Regions from separate parts of the Ovis aries genome. Here region 1 is linked to region 2. Evidence: chromatin contacts called from public Hi-C data. All regions are on one chromosome and are shown on one strand. Each heading gives the region's core, a stretch centred on a gene start, on an enhancer-like site or on the middle of the called end of the contact. The rest is flanking DNA. Distances are from core to core; before and after follow the strand shown.

Evidence for each region. Hi-C and Micro-C count contacts between places; a contact is called where the count stands out from the background.
Region 1: a Hi-C map of liver shows a contact between it and region 2, with 2.0 times the contacts expected there. The contact joins the enhancer-like site here to the promoter of FBXL22 in region 2. A contact is called at or near these places in 3 of 16 Hi-C or Micro-C datasets (blood and liver).

The regions. Positions count from the first base shown.
Region 1 is chr7:44,731,188-44,738,752 of ARS-UI_Ramb_v3.0, reverse strand. The region is part of intron 1 of USP3 (ubiquitin specific peptidase 3); the gene reads left to right. Among named protein-coding and RNA genes, the nearest start is that of CA12, 110 kb to the left of the region's middle. Within about 2 kb of position 1,737, at least 34 of the 54 cell types and tissues checked have an H3K27ac peak or open chromatin away from gene starts, as enhancers often do. A contact at or near this core is called in liver, where this site is marked.
Region 2 is chr7:44,602,162-44,609,098 of ARS-UI_Ramb_v3.0, reverse strand. It overlaps FBXL22 (F-box and leucine rich repeat protein 22), which reads left to right and starts at 5,396. Exons shown (of 2, transcript XM_015096995.4): 1 at 5,396-5,753. The coding sequence starts at 5,419. USP3 (ubiquitin specific peptidase 3) reads left to right here. Exons shown (of 17, transcript XM_060417834.1): 17 at 1-2,866.

The DNA.
Region 1 (7,565 bases), core at 488-2,987, 130 kb before region 2:
GGAGGAGCTGGGGAGCAAGGCCATTGTCAAGTGCTGAGTGACCAGGGGAAAGGTGTCAGGACTCTGGAAGGTTGGCAGGAAGAGCTGCTGGGAGCAGGTGAAGGCAAACAGCACAGGGGTTTCCGAGGAGGAAGCTGCCACCAGCCGGGCCCTCAGCTTAGGCCCAGCTAATTGCTGTGCTGCTTTGAAGAGCCAGGTGCCAGCCTTCCTGGCCAGGTTGTGGGCTTGGGGAAAGGCAGCTTCGGCCTGGCGCATCTGTCAAGTGCCTACACTGTGCCCAGCGTTATGAGGTGTTGAGGCTACGCTTTAAAAAAAAAAAAATTTATTGTCATCAGAGAGCTAACAGTTCAAGGATAGGTGCAAGCGACTAACAAAATCCAGCCAGATAAATATGGTTTTTTGAGTAATTAATTAATCTGGCTGCACTGGGTCTTAGTTAGGGCATGCAGTCTTTTATTTGAGGCATGTGGGATCTAGTTCCCTGACGAGGGATCAAACCTGGGCCCCCTGCATTGGGAGAGTGGAGTCTTAGCCACTGGGCCACCAGGGATGTGCCTATATGATTTTTAATAGGGTGGCTTAGAACATGTGCATTTGACGTCCAGGGATCCTCCAAGGGGCACAGCCGTAGGGAGGCGAGGAGGGGCCCTCTCTTAATGGTCCTGCCCTTCCACACCCAGTGCTTCATGGATCCTTGGTGCACCCCATGGGGCACACAGAGGAGGGAGTCCTGCCTGCCCCTCGGTGGGTGGGTGAGGCTCCCCAGAAGTGTGGTAGCTAGTTGGACTTGGGGGAATAGATAGGAGTTCTTTATGCAGAAAAGAGGAAGAGGAGGTTACTGCACTGCATGTCTCGTACCTTGATTTCGGTGTTGTAAGCACTTTTAGCCTTAGCTGCCAGGAGCAGGGCGTGGGGTGGGCCTCTCAGCCTCTTCCATTCCAATCTGAAAAGCCCCTGCTCTTTGTGTATGCGTCTTCCTGTGACAGTTCCCTTCAGAAGAGTCAGAAGGTCTAAAGTGCTGGCATCTCAGGGTCTGGTGGGTGTGTTCTCAGTTGACGCAGGCTGTCTTGGGGACAAAAGTTAAGATCGATTTCCTTTTTTCCCTCTCTGCCATCCATTTTTCTTCGGCGGCTATCTTCCTAGAGTCCACCATGTAATGACTGTGGCAGACCAGGGACAAATGAGGGAGGAGCCATCAACCATGCCTGTCATCTGTCCTTGTTAAGTCACCGCAAGAAAATGTTAGCTGTGAGTCAATGAAAAGTCGAGCATGAAGCCAGAGGGGACTTTTAAATGTGTCTCTTAACAAGTGGCAAAGTGAAAAAGCAAGTTCTGGGCTGGAATTCAGCAGGGCGACTTCACCCTAGGTAGCTGGGACGAACAGGAGCTAGGAAGACACAGAGAAGGACTCTCAGAAGGATTTTAGACATCAGCTGGGCGGTGGTGGCGGGGGAGGGGAGAGCCTCAGGCTGCCAGTTGGTCATCCAGCCGAGCCAGCACTGAGAGGAGCTTTGGAATGAGGGACAACCAGTCCACCACCCCCAACAGCCCCTCTCTGGGGTCCTCCGTGTCTGAACGCTGCTGGAGGAAAGCTTAGTTCAGCGCCCATGGGGAGACCGCCTCTTTTGGTACAGTTCTGACTGAAGCAGGTGAAGAGTCTGGGCCTCCTGCTCTCAGCCACACCCAGACGAGGCCACGGCCAGGAGCCAGATGGTGATGACTCAGGCGAGGGAAGCCCCAGCAAAGTTACTGCAAACCAGTTATGCAACCTCCGACTGTGATCAACCTCCCAGCCCTCCTTCCTCACCCTCACCCAGCAGAGCGCAGGCGTACTCTGTGTGGGGGAGGAATGATACTGAAATTATAAACTGCACAGTGATTGAGATTTTAATAATCAGGTTGAACTGCAAGCCTGGACAACGTTAAGGGGACCCAGATAAGCTGCTGGCTCTGAGGCAATGGAGAGATCCCGGGCCCAGAAGGGCTAATGCAAGTATGGGAAGAAAGCTAGTTTCGTGTTGGCCCACATAAGGGTGATTATGAAAACAAACCCACCAGACTCTTGGGTTATTTTCTCTTTCGTCTTTTAATTGAGGTGAAATTCACATAACATGGGATTAAGTATTACAACTGTGTGCACTTCAGTGGCATCTAACATATTCCCTAGGTTGTGCAACCATCACCTTTAACAGGTTCCAAAGCACAAAGAATTTTCATCACTCCCTGGGTTGTTTTGTTTCTAATTGGCTGCAGTGGGTCTTTGTTGCTGCATTTGGGCTTTCTCTAGTTGCGGCAAGCAGGGGCTACTCTCTAGTTGTGGTGTGTGGACTTCTCACTGTGGTGGCTCCTCTCATTTTGAAGCACAGGCTTTAGGACATGCAGGCTCAGTAGCTGTGGTGCACCGGCTTAGTTGCCCCATGGTACACAGAATCTTCCTAGACCAGGGATCGAACCCACGTCCCCTGTATTGGCAGGTGGATTCTTTATCATTGAACAACCAGGGAAGTCCTTTGGAGTTGTTTTTATGCCCTTGTTATAGAAGTGATATTAAGGCTCAGGAAAGTGAAGTGAGTGATCCAAGTTCATCAAGTCTGGTAGAGACCAGACTTGAAGCCAATCCTCTAACTCCCCTGGAAGAAGGGAACCTTGTTCTCAGACTTTGGTAACAGCCTATGAACTGACTCCCTGTCTTCTCGTCTCCCCCGCCACCTGTAGTCTTACACATAATTAGTAGATTCATCTCTTACAGCCAGGTTTCCCATCTCAACCTCCCAATGGGTCCTCATTAGCATCAAAATAAAGTCTGAACTCCTTTATCCACTGTAACCTTTATGTTGATGCAATCACCAAGCAACTTGTTTCTCTCCAGTGTGTGGTTGGTCCATGGGAAATGCTCTTGCATCCTCACCTGGCAACCCTGGGACTAGAGGCCAGTCTAAGCACAGCCCCTCTCCTTTATCTTGTCCATCAACTGCCAACCACCTTGCCTTTGCCCTTTAGACTTCTTAGGCAAGATTTGACACCAACGCTGGCTCCAAAAACTGTAAGAAATATGTATCAGGTTCTCTGAGTGTTGTCCCTGGAGCCCCCCCACCCCCTCACTTAACTCAAGGGGAAGGACAGGAACCCCCCTATCTATTTACCTAATTATTACTAACTAAATTATTTTATAGTCAAATAGTGGATGCAATGCAGATAGATGCCAATGTATACATGTTAATTGAAAAGATATTCATGGTGTGTTGAGAGATGCCAAAAGGTAAAATCCTATATATAGTGTATAATTCTGTCTCAGAAAAATATATATAAATAGACCATATATATGTTTTGAACCCAGGCATATATTTGTATAAGAAAAAGGTCTGAAAAGATATACTCCAAAAGGTTAATGACAGTCCTCTCTAGGTGGTATAATACAGAGTGGCCTTAAATTTTGCTTTTGCTTAGTATTTGCTCAGTTTTTTTTTTCTATAAAAACATGGCCTGTAAGGAAGAGAATACCGAAGAGGAAAAGGGTTTCTGTGGTTCTTGGCTCACACTCCTCAACCTGGCTTATGTTACAGCTAATTGTGTGTATGCATCTGCTTTCCCTTCACCCTGGGGACATGGATGTCCTCCGTTCGGTTTGTCTTCTCCATGACAAGCTCAAGAGTTATGAGCTAGCTAATAAGTAGACTCAGGCCCTTCTGTCTCTAACCCCTCCTGAATGATCAGGTTGGTGTAGATCTCTGATCCCAGCCCCTCAGGCACCCTCCAGGAGGTTGCCCTCTGGATCCGTGCCAGTCCTGGGTTCCCGAAGTTTCCTCCCGGGCAGTGGTGCCAATGAGTAAAAGCCGTACACAGCTACCTTCCCTGTTTCCCACCTTCCCTAGGCCAAAGTCAGAGAGAAAAACAGCAAGTCTGTAGACCCGGAAACGCTCCTGCGCTTGTGGGTTTCTTCTCAATATTATTTCATTCCTGTAAGGTGATGTTCCATTGCCAGGGCAACCAGGAGGCGGCCCTGCACATAGCAGCCGCTGCCTCGACCTTAACTCTATTTTCTTCAACTCCCGCTGGCTTCTGAGCTCACTTCACATTTGTGGTCACAAGAATGTAAACATTCTTCAGTTCTGCTGGGATTTTTCCTTCATCTTGTTTTGTTTCCCTTCCTAAGGTCTGGCTGCCAGGTATAGTTTCTCCTGCAAAGTACTGGCTGAAGGCATTTTATTTTTACCAGCTAAACTTGGTATCTTTTACTCTTCCCATACTGTCTTGAGGCTCAGTCAAAATAGATGAGTATGTATTTTCCATGTATGAGCCAGAATGTCAGAACTGGACATATCCAGTTGGGAGAATGCTGGTTGGAACAGCTTTAACTGTTTGCTTTTCCCCCTTGCTTTATATTTTTCCCCTTGGTTTTCCTTTTCCAGCTCCATCATGGCACAAACACACGTTTCCAGACTACTTTGTAGGAGCAACTCTTTGTGACGCTGAAACCGGGCAGGACCCTGCGGGGCCCTCCTGGGAACAAAAGCCCCTCCATGTGCCCTGTTTCTTGCTTGTAGGAAAAGGCTTTAGTCTCCTAGGCCTTCCCTGAGCATCAAAGAGCAAACTCATGCATTTCCTAAGTAGGAAAGAGAGGGAATGCAGAAACAAACCAAAAAAGCTGTTGAAGAAGTAATGATAATAGCTCAGTAATAGAACCGAGTCCTGATTCCTCCTCAAGGGGTATACATCATCTGATACACATCTTTGATTTGTTCTGTAGGAACTAAGACATTCATCCCCCAACCCAGGTGGAAGGTGGCGACTACACACTGAGGAAAAGCACTTAGATCCCAGACCGGTTGGAACCACAAGGCTGATGATTGAAGACTCCTGAAATATCACCCTGTTACTTCCTCACCACCAACCAATCAGAAGAAGATCATGCACCCTACAGCCATCACCACAAACATTGCACTTAAAAAGCCTTCCCTAAGGGGACACATAGTTTTTGAGAAGCAGGAGCCTGCTTTGTCCTCCTTTGCCTGCCAAAGCAGTAAAGATATTCAAATATTTTACCAAAAACTCTGGGGGAGTGGGGAACCTTTACCTGAAAGCTATGGTGGAGTTTAGGTCTTTTGAGCATGCGACACCTGTTCTCTTCACTTGGTGCCTGGAATTAACAATGTACTTTCCTTCACCACAACCTAGTCTCGGTAAATTGGATTTGCCGCATGAGGGATGAGCAGACCCAAGTTGGGTTCTACAGCAGCACAGCCTATTTGGGGTAAGATGTGAGTGAATTCTGCCCCTCCTGGTGAGGCTCAGTGGTCTTATTCCAGAACTGAAGTTAGTTAGGTCCAAGCAAAAGAGTGTGAGCCGCTCTTGCTCAAAAGACCTAACTCCTCCATAGATTTCAGGGAAGGGTTTTCAAAGGCAAAATTTAGGGTGAGGGATGCAGGGTGTGTGACTTTTTCCTGATTGGTTGGTGATAAAGTAGCAGGGCAGTGTTTCAGGAATTTCCATCATGAGCCTTCTGGTTCCAACCAGTCTGGGGTCTATGTGATTATGTTCAGTGTATAGCAGTCAACATCCACGTGAGTTGGTGACTTGGTGGGGAGGGAGGGAGGAGTCTTAGTTCCTGCAGAACAGCTCAAAGATGCATATCAGATTACTCTGTGTATCCCTTGTAGAGGAGCTGGGACTAGACCTGGGACCAGGTCTAATAGTTTTATTGCTGAACTATTATCTTTACTTTCCTTGTTTAACTGCTATCCTTTGTTTCTGCATTCCCTCTCTTTCCTACTTAGTAACTGCCTGAGTCTGCTCTTTGGACCTCAGGGAAGGCCTAGGAGACAAAGCCTTTTCTACAAACAATAAAGGGGAGAACGAAGGGGCTGTTGTCCCCGGGAGTGTCCCACAGGGTTCTACTCAGTTTCAGTCCCCTCTTTTCATTGATACTGCTCAACCCCAAGGGGAACAGATGTGGGACAAGACAGGTACTAAGGTTCTGAATTGAGAAGTTAGCCATAAACTCAACAGAGGAACTCGATTTCAGGGGACTTCAGTGTGACAGGCAAGAGAACTAGACCCCTCAATAATAATAAAACTCACAGAGCCTCCAATTCCCTCTCTTGACTTAAAAACATCTGTGAATCAAACAGTTAAAGTATCTGTGAATCAAACTTCATTTCTGAAATTAATTCCCTAACGAAGTTGTTTTCTGAGGAGCCAAGTTTCAGCAGGCTAAACACACTAGCCTTGCCCAGCATCTGGCACTTAACTGTTGAAAGGAATTAAATCTAATTAAATAGAATCAAAGCAAATGGAATTGGCTGATGACTAACCAGCCTTTCAAATAAGGGCCACTGGCCCTTTAAATGCAACCCTGATGAAGCGTGTCTAAGAGGAGGCAAGCTCTGGGCTGGGGCCCCTTCCATAGTTTGTGGGGCGGGGATTCTCTTTGCTCTGTGAGTCCACTGTGGTCTCTCATAGTTGCTGCCTGTGGTGAGTAACTTGGCTTTGAATCAAGTCAAAAGTGAGAGTCTCTGGATATGAATTGGGCCTGGGTGTGAGTGTGAATGGAGGGGACTGAGGGAAAGAGGAAGGTGGGCTCCTCTAAAGTCAGTGAAGCAAACACTCTAACTATCAGAAACATCCCTGGAGGCTCTCAGTCAGTACAGAATTCACCTGCAGTGCAATGCAGGAGACCTGGGGTTCGATCCCTGGGTCAGGAAGATCCCCTGGAGAAGGAAATGGCAACCCGCTCCAGTACTCTTGCCTGGGAAATCCCATAGACAGAGAAGCCTGGTGGGCTACAGTCATGGGGTCACAAAGAATCAGACACAACTCAGCGACTAAATCAGGACCCACCTTCAGAAACATGAGATCATGAATGATATAAAATGAGCCGTGGAACTCATGTTCCAGCCCTCTCTGGACAGATCCCTGTCCTGATAGTAGCTGAGAATAGCCAGACCCAGAGAGGTGTAGACAGGCAACCTCGGGGTGTGACCTGACCCTGCACCTGGGGCTGGAAGGGAAGCGAAGGAGGAGAGTCAGTTACTGTGCTAGGTTATGCAATTAGTCCTCATGATGAATCTGAGACACAGACATCATTCCTATTTTATAGAAGGGTAAACTGAGGCCAGAAGGGTAAAGCAATACAATAGAAGGGATACCACCTTGAGAGACATACAGAACTGGGTTCTAGCATCTTGGGTGCCATCCCCTACCGCCTGCATGACTTTGGATAACTCCTCACCTGCCCTGCCCCTCAGGCTCCTCGTCTGTGAATAGGAGATATTAGCGTCCACCTCACAGAGTTGTCATGAGGATGAAACACAAAACGATGTGCAGAAACAAGACCCTGACACGCGGGAGGTAGGTTGCCCTTGAGTGTGGCTGCTCTTGCTCCTTGCCCAAAGCCAAGAAGCGGCAGGCTACCAGGTCACAGACTCAGGCCACCTGTCCCTTTGGGGGGTGACGTGGGGACTCTGCTTTAGGGCACGACCCCTGTGCCGTCTCCCTGGATCTCCCAGTGCCTGCCCAAGAAGCAGCAGCTAGAAGGATTCTCCTACACCTGGGGAGGGGACAGAGTG
Region 2 (6,937 bases), core at 4,147-6,646:
CACTTTCATAGAGGAGATAGGGGTACTGAACGGTCCAAATAAGACCAAATACACTTAAAAGTGTTCCAAAAATTCTGTGACTCAGCTACATGTTATCCAAGCATTATTTATCCAGTGTGAAGAAACTGTAGTGTTGTTTGCCTTTTTGAGTCAGCACCTAATTCCCCCATTGGTTGTAGCACTGGGGTTAACTGCATGTCCACTCTAGTCCTGCTTCTTACTTAGCCACCAGAGGTTGAGATGCTACCTTCCAAAGTTGATTCCGACCATCACCTAAACTTCGGGAACACTGTGGAGTCCACAGGAGGAAACTAAAGTCTTTTAAGTTTTGACAACTCTTTAAAGCTCTCACTGGCCTATCCTCATAGCAGAGCAAATGAAAATAGCTTCACTTTGAATAAGTAGAGTTTTTCTTGTTTAGGTTAGCAGCCTTTTAAAATTGTTTTCAAGAAAAGTACGCACCAGCACTGCTGCTGCTAAGTCGCTTCAGTCGTGTCCGACTCTGTGCGACCCCATAGACGGCAGCCCACCAGGCTCCCCAATCCCTGGGATTCTCTAGGCAAGAACACTGGAGTGGGTAGGCACCAGCACTACTTAGCTTTAATTCAAATTGAAATCTGGAACCAGAATCCCATCTAATGAAGCTTCCTGTGCTTTCCAGAAGTGTTTTCAAGCCAGCCTGCTGGTCTTGGGGTGCTGTGCTTTCCAGAAGTGTTTCAGCCAGCCTGCTGGTCTTGGGGTGCTGGTGCACAGCGTACAAATTAGTGAGAGGAGGGAGCTCCGGCTGGGCCTGTGCAAGAGGAACACGCCCATTTTCATGCTCGCTGTTTGTTCCAGTCGGTATTTTCCTCCCATCCCAGTTCTCTACAAGTTCTTACGGGGGTGCAGAATGCAGTTTATGTTAAGCCAGCCAATCAGACTTTCTCATATTATTTTTTTCTGTTAAAAAAAATGGTCCAGATTTTAAGTGTATGGATGTAAAAGAAAGTTGAGTGGCACCCCCCCTAGCTTGGATATTTGAAGCTGCGGGAGCAGAGCTGCTCCATTCCCACTTTAATATTAGCTGGAAAAATCCCACATTTTCTCAGAGCAGAACACACCTGCTAAACTGTTTAAAATAACTAGGAGCAAATTATGTCTGAACATCTACTGTCCAATACAGTGGTCACTGGCCACGTATAGTTAAGTGTTGATTTTAATTAAAAATATATTGAAAACTCAGTTCTTCAGTCACACTGGTCATGGTTGAAGCTCTCAGCAGCCACTGGGCACAGGACCACCCAGGGCTGGACGGTCCACCTGTGTGCGGAGCTCTCTGACACTGCTGGGCTAGTTTCACTGCCGAGAAAAAAGCTTTGCCACCATGTAATCTTACAACTTAAAGAGAGCCCAGAAGATAAAACCAAGAGGAAAACATGTATTTAAAACAGTTTACAATGGTAAATTACATACTTCGAGCCACAACTTTTTGAACTGCAGAAATGACAGTCTCACATAATTTGATCTACTGTATCAGTACATTAATATCACGTCACTGAACTAGAAACGTGCATCTCCTCTGACCTCGCTCCTATGAATCCAGTCTCTTTTGCTTAGAAGATACACAGCTGTAACTTCTAACATTTGCACTTAGATCACTGCGTGGGCCTCAGTTACAATTCCAACAAGAAAGCCTCGAGCAGTGTTGATGGGGGAAAATGGCCTTTCTACCAAATGGAACTTACAACAGACTAGACTACTATGTTGGGGAAAGTGGTCCTCACACAGGCAACACTGTTGACCTAGGAGATGAAGACACCTCCTCTCTTGAATTTTGCAGTGTTTCTCTCTCCATTTTACTAGAGCAGACATGCCTGAAGGATACCATGAAGGTTCTTTGGAAAAGCGACTGGATCCATGTGAACTGTGCACTTGAACACCAGTGATGTAAATGTGCCTGTTTCTATTTTGAAAATCTAACTGTGCAGCCTTATCACGCCTACTTCGAAAGCTGACCTTCGTGCTCTTCAGGGCTGTTCCCTGGCGCCGTGTTGCCTCTAGCACGTGTGGCTTCCCACTCAGAGAGCAGTGTTGAGGCAGGGCCTCATGCTGAGGCACAGGGCTCCTCGGAACAAAGCTTCCTCAGAAGTCCTCCCACACAGGTGGGTGAAAGAAACAGTTTGTGGCAACACAAATCTCTCTCCATGGTGGAGAAAACCTTTGCTTATCCACTGTATTCTACTCAGTGTCTAGTGATGACAAATGTAATGGAATTAAACCAGTAAAGTGTATGGGCCCTGGTTAAGTGTTAAATGTGCATCTCACCTGTGGAACCTACTCAGCAGCTTGGTTTCTAGGGTTGGGGACATATTTATTTCTTAAAGCCAAACCTCTCCTTCATTGGTTTAGTGTGTGTACATACGTCTGTTTAGATATACTTATCCCACTTCCACCTCTGCCACCCCCTAAACTCTCACGTTCCCTTTGTAGCTGAAGTGGCCTCTTCTCGTGGGCCCTGGAGAAGCTCCTGAGCAGAGTCTGTTTCTGCAGCCAGGAACAGATAAGAGGGGACCAGAGCGTGGCCGCAGGAGGGTGCCCACAGTGCAGGAAGGAGTGGGAGTGGGTGGCGTCATGCTGTAGCCCAAGGTCTGTGCATCACCTCGCTGGGTGAGGACCTTCCCCCTCAGGTCTGACTGCGATGGACTGCAGACTTCCCTCTGCAAGTGTTGGTTGTGTGAGAGGTAATCATTTCCACTGAAGCCTAGTTTGTATGATGCTGAGAGGATTACTTGTGCAAGTGACTGATTTAAGTTGTAATCACAGCCCTTTTCTGCTTCACCTACCTGAACTGTTTCATGGAAAGTATCATTAAAGATCTGGTCTCTTCTCGGTTGACTATTATTTCCGAACCTCTTTCAGTGGAGCTAAGTTAAGTGATGATGTACTTGCTCAAGCTATGGGCCTTTGGAATGAGTCAACAGGTAGCAGGTTTCTATGAGCCTCTCATCACCGAGGGCTGCTGGTACACCTGGGCCCAGACAGAATGACCTGGAGGGGCAGGGTTGGCGGCAGCAGGTCATCCAGTGGCACAGTCAGGTCCCATGGGAGCTCACCCGCACTGCGTGACTTCGTCATGTCCTTCCTTGACGCTGATTTTATGAGAATGAGGTCTGCTTGCCTCCATCAGAGCCAGACTACCCTGAGGAACCAGGCTTGGGGCTCTGAGCAAAGGATCAAACAGGGAAACAAGTGCCACTGTTAAAGAGTCAATACCTGCTTTACAGTAAGCTCCTGTGAGAACCACCGTGTGTCCACACCCATTGTTTTTCTGTTACTCATTTGCCTGTTTCTATCAGTCTTCTAAAACTGAAGACAGAGACGCCTGAAGCCCAAATGGTTTTGTCTCCAGTTCCCAAATCACACGTTTCCTTTTGGCAGCCGTGCCGGTCAGAGGCTGTGGAGGAGCTGAGCTCCACGGGGCAGAAAGGGAGGAGCTTGGAGGAACAGCTGTCAGAACACCCGGCTGTGAGCCACAGCCCTCCCTGCAGGCAGGCATGCCTGTGGACCCACCCTGTATTCTGGGGTGCCTCCTACCACCCCACGTGAGGAGCAGCGAAGTGGCCCGGCTCTGCCCATATTTGCTGCTCAAGCAGAGCTGTTGAAGTGCAGCTTGGGAGACACAAGGAACCAAAATGACTCTCCCCTGTGGCTGGCATGCTTATACTACTATGCCTTTAAGAAGGTGAAAGAACCAACTACTTCCAGGGATCAGCCCTCTAAAAAGTACTGGTTTGGAAAGGATTCAGGAGGGAAATCCTAAAGGCTTTCCAGTAAACACCTGTGGTGTAGCAGTACCTTTTAAATAAGTTTAACTAGAGCCCAAAGAGGGATTCTGGCTAGTCAGCTGTCATTTGAACAATTAAAATGATTTGTGTGAAATATGAGCAGTTCCTAGTAACCCTTTCCTTGAGAAATACATCTTGCTTTTGGCTGTTTCTTGATGTATGTTGTTTTTAAGAAAAGCCACGCTTTCCATGTGACCTTGGCAGTGGTGGGGTAACCTGGGCACAGGGGACCGCTGCACCTGGCTCCTCAAAGCACGGGAGCGAGCCACAGTGGCTACTTTCACCCCTCGGCTGCATTCTGCTTTTACAGGCAAAGCTGCACCAGGTCCAACCAAGCCTCAGTTCCAGAAGAGGATCCTGGCACATGTGCTTCATCCACACAAGTGGAAACAGTATTCCCATTCCTTCCAATTCTCATTATGTGGGAAAAGGAACCAACAGTAACCACTGAGGTGGCCTCATCTAACAGAAACAATGGTTCTCATCTCACGACTGCAGCCCCCAAACCAAGCAGGACATAGGAGACACAGACATAGGAGTTCACAGGAGGGGAAATACGGTAGGGTCTGGTGAAGGACTGGGAGTGAAGCGGTACTAGAAAATGGGTCCACAGATTAAGAAATCTCAGTGTTGTGTTAGGAAGGGAGAACTCATGAATAAAACCTCCAGGCAATTTACCTAGCGGCTTAACTGCCGGGAACTAAACTACACACGTTCACAAGGAGGATGTGTGGCTGGCTTACAGGGCAAGAGTAGAATACTTCAACTTATAATTGCTTCAAGCAGTTTTGTATTGAGTTACTTCATCCATCCTGGCACTTGGGGAAATATAGATTAGATACAGCAGGACACATAACTGGAAAAATGAAAAGCCAAGTAAACAAGTTTAAAATGTGACACACACACAGAAGAACCTTGGAGAGCGAGAAGCTACTTAACACAAATCTCTTATGAAAAAGCTCAGGGTAAAAACAGAGCCAACTGGGAAATCCCTCTGCTTGGAGGGGGGCAGCAGGATTTGAAGGTAGCTCAGCCTAGGCTGGAAACCACTAAACAAACAAAAAACACAGAAAAGGAGCATCGACCACGGCTTCTGCTTACACCTCAGAGCATAAAACCATCACCTTTAGTTCTTCATAGACAGCAGGCTTCTTCACATTGAAAGTAGAGCCGAAGACTCATAATGATGCCCCAGGAAATAAAACCAGATACTATTTACAATTAGAGTCCCTCCCAGTGAGTAGAGACTGCAAGCCCGGACAAAGGTGGTCCAGCCAGCACCTCGAATGAAAATGCCTAAAGAGCTCTCTGCCTAACACCATTGTCAGCTAAAAGGAAAGAAATCCCCTTTAAGGAGGCTATTGAACTTAAATATGCTGCTTTTCTGCTGAAAACATAAGCCGAGCCACAGACTGCCGCACGTATGTCTGGGTCTGGGCTTCCCTCCTCCTTAGAGCGCCAGCACCAGTTGTTGGCCAAAAATAAACGCCATTCTTCAACCATATATGTCCACCAGCCCAGAGCTGGGGAGGAGCAGCTGGAGGTAGGTCAGGTCCCTGGGCTCCAGCCACACTCGGTGTGGCCACTGCGTACCATGCACATCACCCAGCTCAATCGGGAGTGCCTGCTGCACCTCTTCTCCTTCCTGGACAAGGACAGTAGGAAGAACCTTGCCAGGACCTGCCCCCAGCTCCAGGACGTGTTTGAGGACCCTGCACTCTGGTCCCTGCTGCACTTTCGTTCCCTCACAGAACTCAAGAAGGACAACTTCCTCCTGAGCCCGGCACTCAGGAGCCTCTCCATCTGCTGGCACTCCAGCCGCGTGCAGGTGTGCAGCATCGAGGACTGGCTCAAGAGCGCCCTCCAGAGGAACATCTGCAGCCGGCACGAGAGCCTAGTCAATGATTTCCTCCTCCAGGTGTGCGACAGGTAGGCCGCCTCCTGAGCAGCGCTGGCATCCAGAGCTCTGGGAGGCTCCTGGGGGTCTGGGAAGAGTAAATTACGAGACCAAGACGTCTCTGCTTCGGGGAGCCTCAGACTAGGCCCAAGGCAGACTCTCCAGGCCCACCCACTACGCAATCTCCACAGGATGGACAGAATTATGCGGGGGAAAGGGTGCCAGTCTTCCTCTTAGCCTCACAGGTCCTGGAGCTGCTTCCGCAGAGAGGAAGAACTAGGCTTCAGCCTCTCCTGTGCTTCTGGCATCTGTCCTCCCTGGCAGCCATTAAGGGCTGGGTGGGTCCAGCTGGGCCTTCATTTTCAGTGTCAGGCCCCAGGAAAAGGTTTCAAGATTCAGCAATCAGCTCACCCCCTTGACTTTGCTCCTGGCAAGCAAACCCCAAGACCTGTGAAGTGCAGCTGAAGGAGGGTTAGGCTGCTCGGCTCTGGGTTAGATGAACCAATCCAGGCTCCAGCAAGGGTGCAGACAATGGTTTCCTTATGAAAAACTTACTTATCTTCAAAAGTTACTGTGAGGATCAGTAAACTGAAGGGAAGAGTGCTTTAGCCTAAGTTCTCAAATGAGCAAACCAAAAAGTCTGACAGGTTGTGTGATTTGTGCCACAGTCTAGGATTACCAGATTTTAGCAAATAAAGATTCAAGAGGCCCAGATAAATTTGAACTTCAGAGAGAGAGAATAATTTTTGGCATAAGTATGTCCTAAATACATCCTATAATTTGACCTGTCGACCCCACAGTGGCAAGACTCCCTTCAGTGCCACAGCCTCCTGCCCAGAGCAGTCCATGAAAGAATAGTCTTCCTCAGCCAGGCTCTCTCTGAGCCTTTACCAGTCCTGACCTGCCTTTGAGGAAATGATCTCCTCGTTCACTAACAAACTAGGTTCAGTCTGCTTGTTGCCACCCAGGTTTAACAGCTGCTGTATTCCGGCAGCCTAACAAGGAACAGAAGCAAATAGTGTAGTGGCTCCTCCTTTCTTTATTTATTTTTTTAAGGCCATAGAAGAAAATTAGATGGATTTGGGGTTGGTCCCTAATGAGACCATGCCATTTTGATGGGTTTAACAAGACCCAGTAGACAGACAGGGAAGTGATACATGCAGGGCAAAAAGTCTGCCCTAAATTTCTTCCATTCTTGTAAGAGAAGCAGGTATAA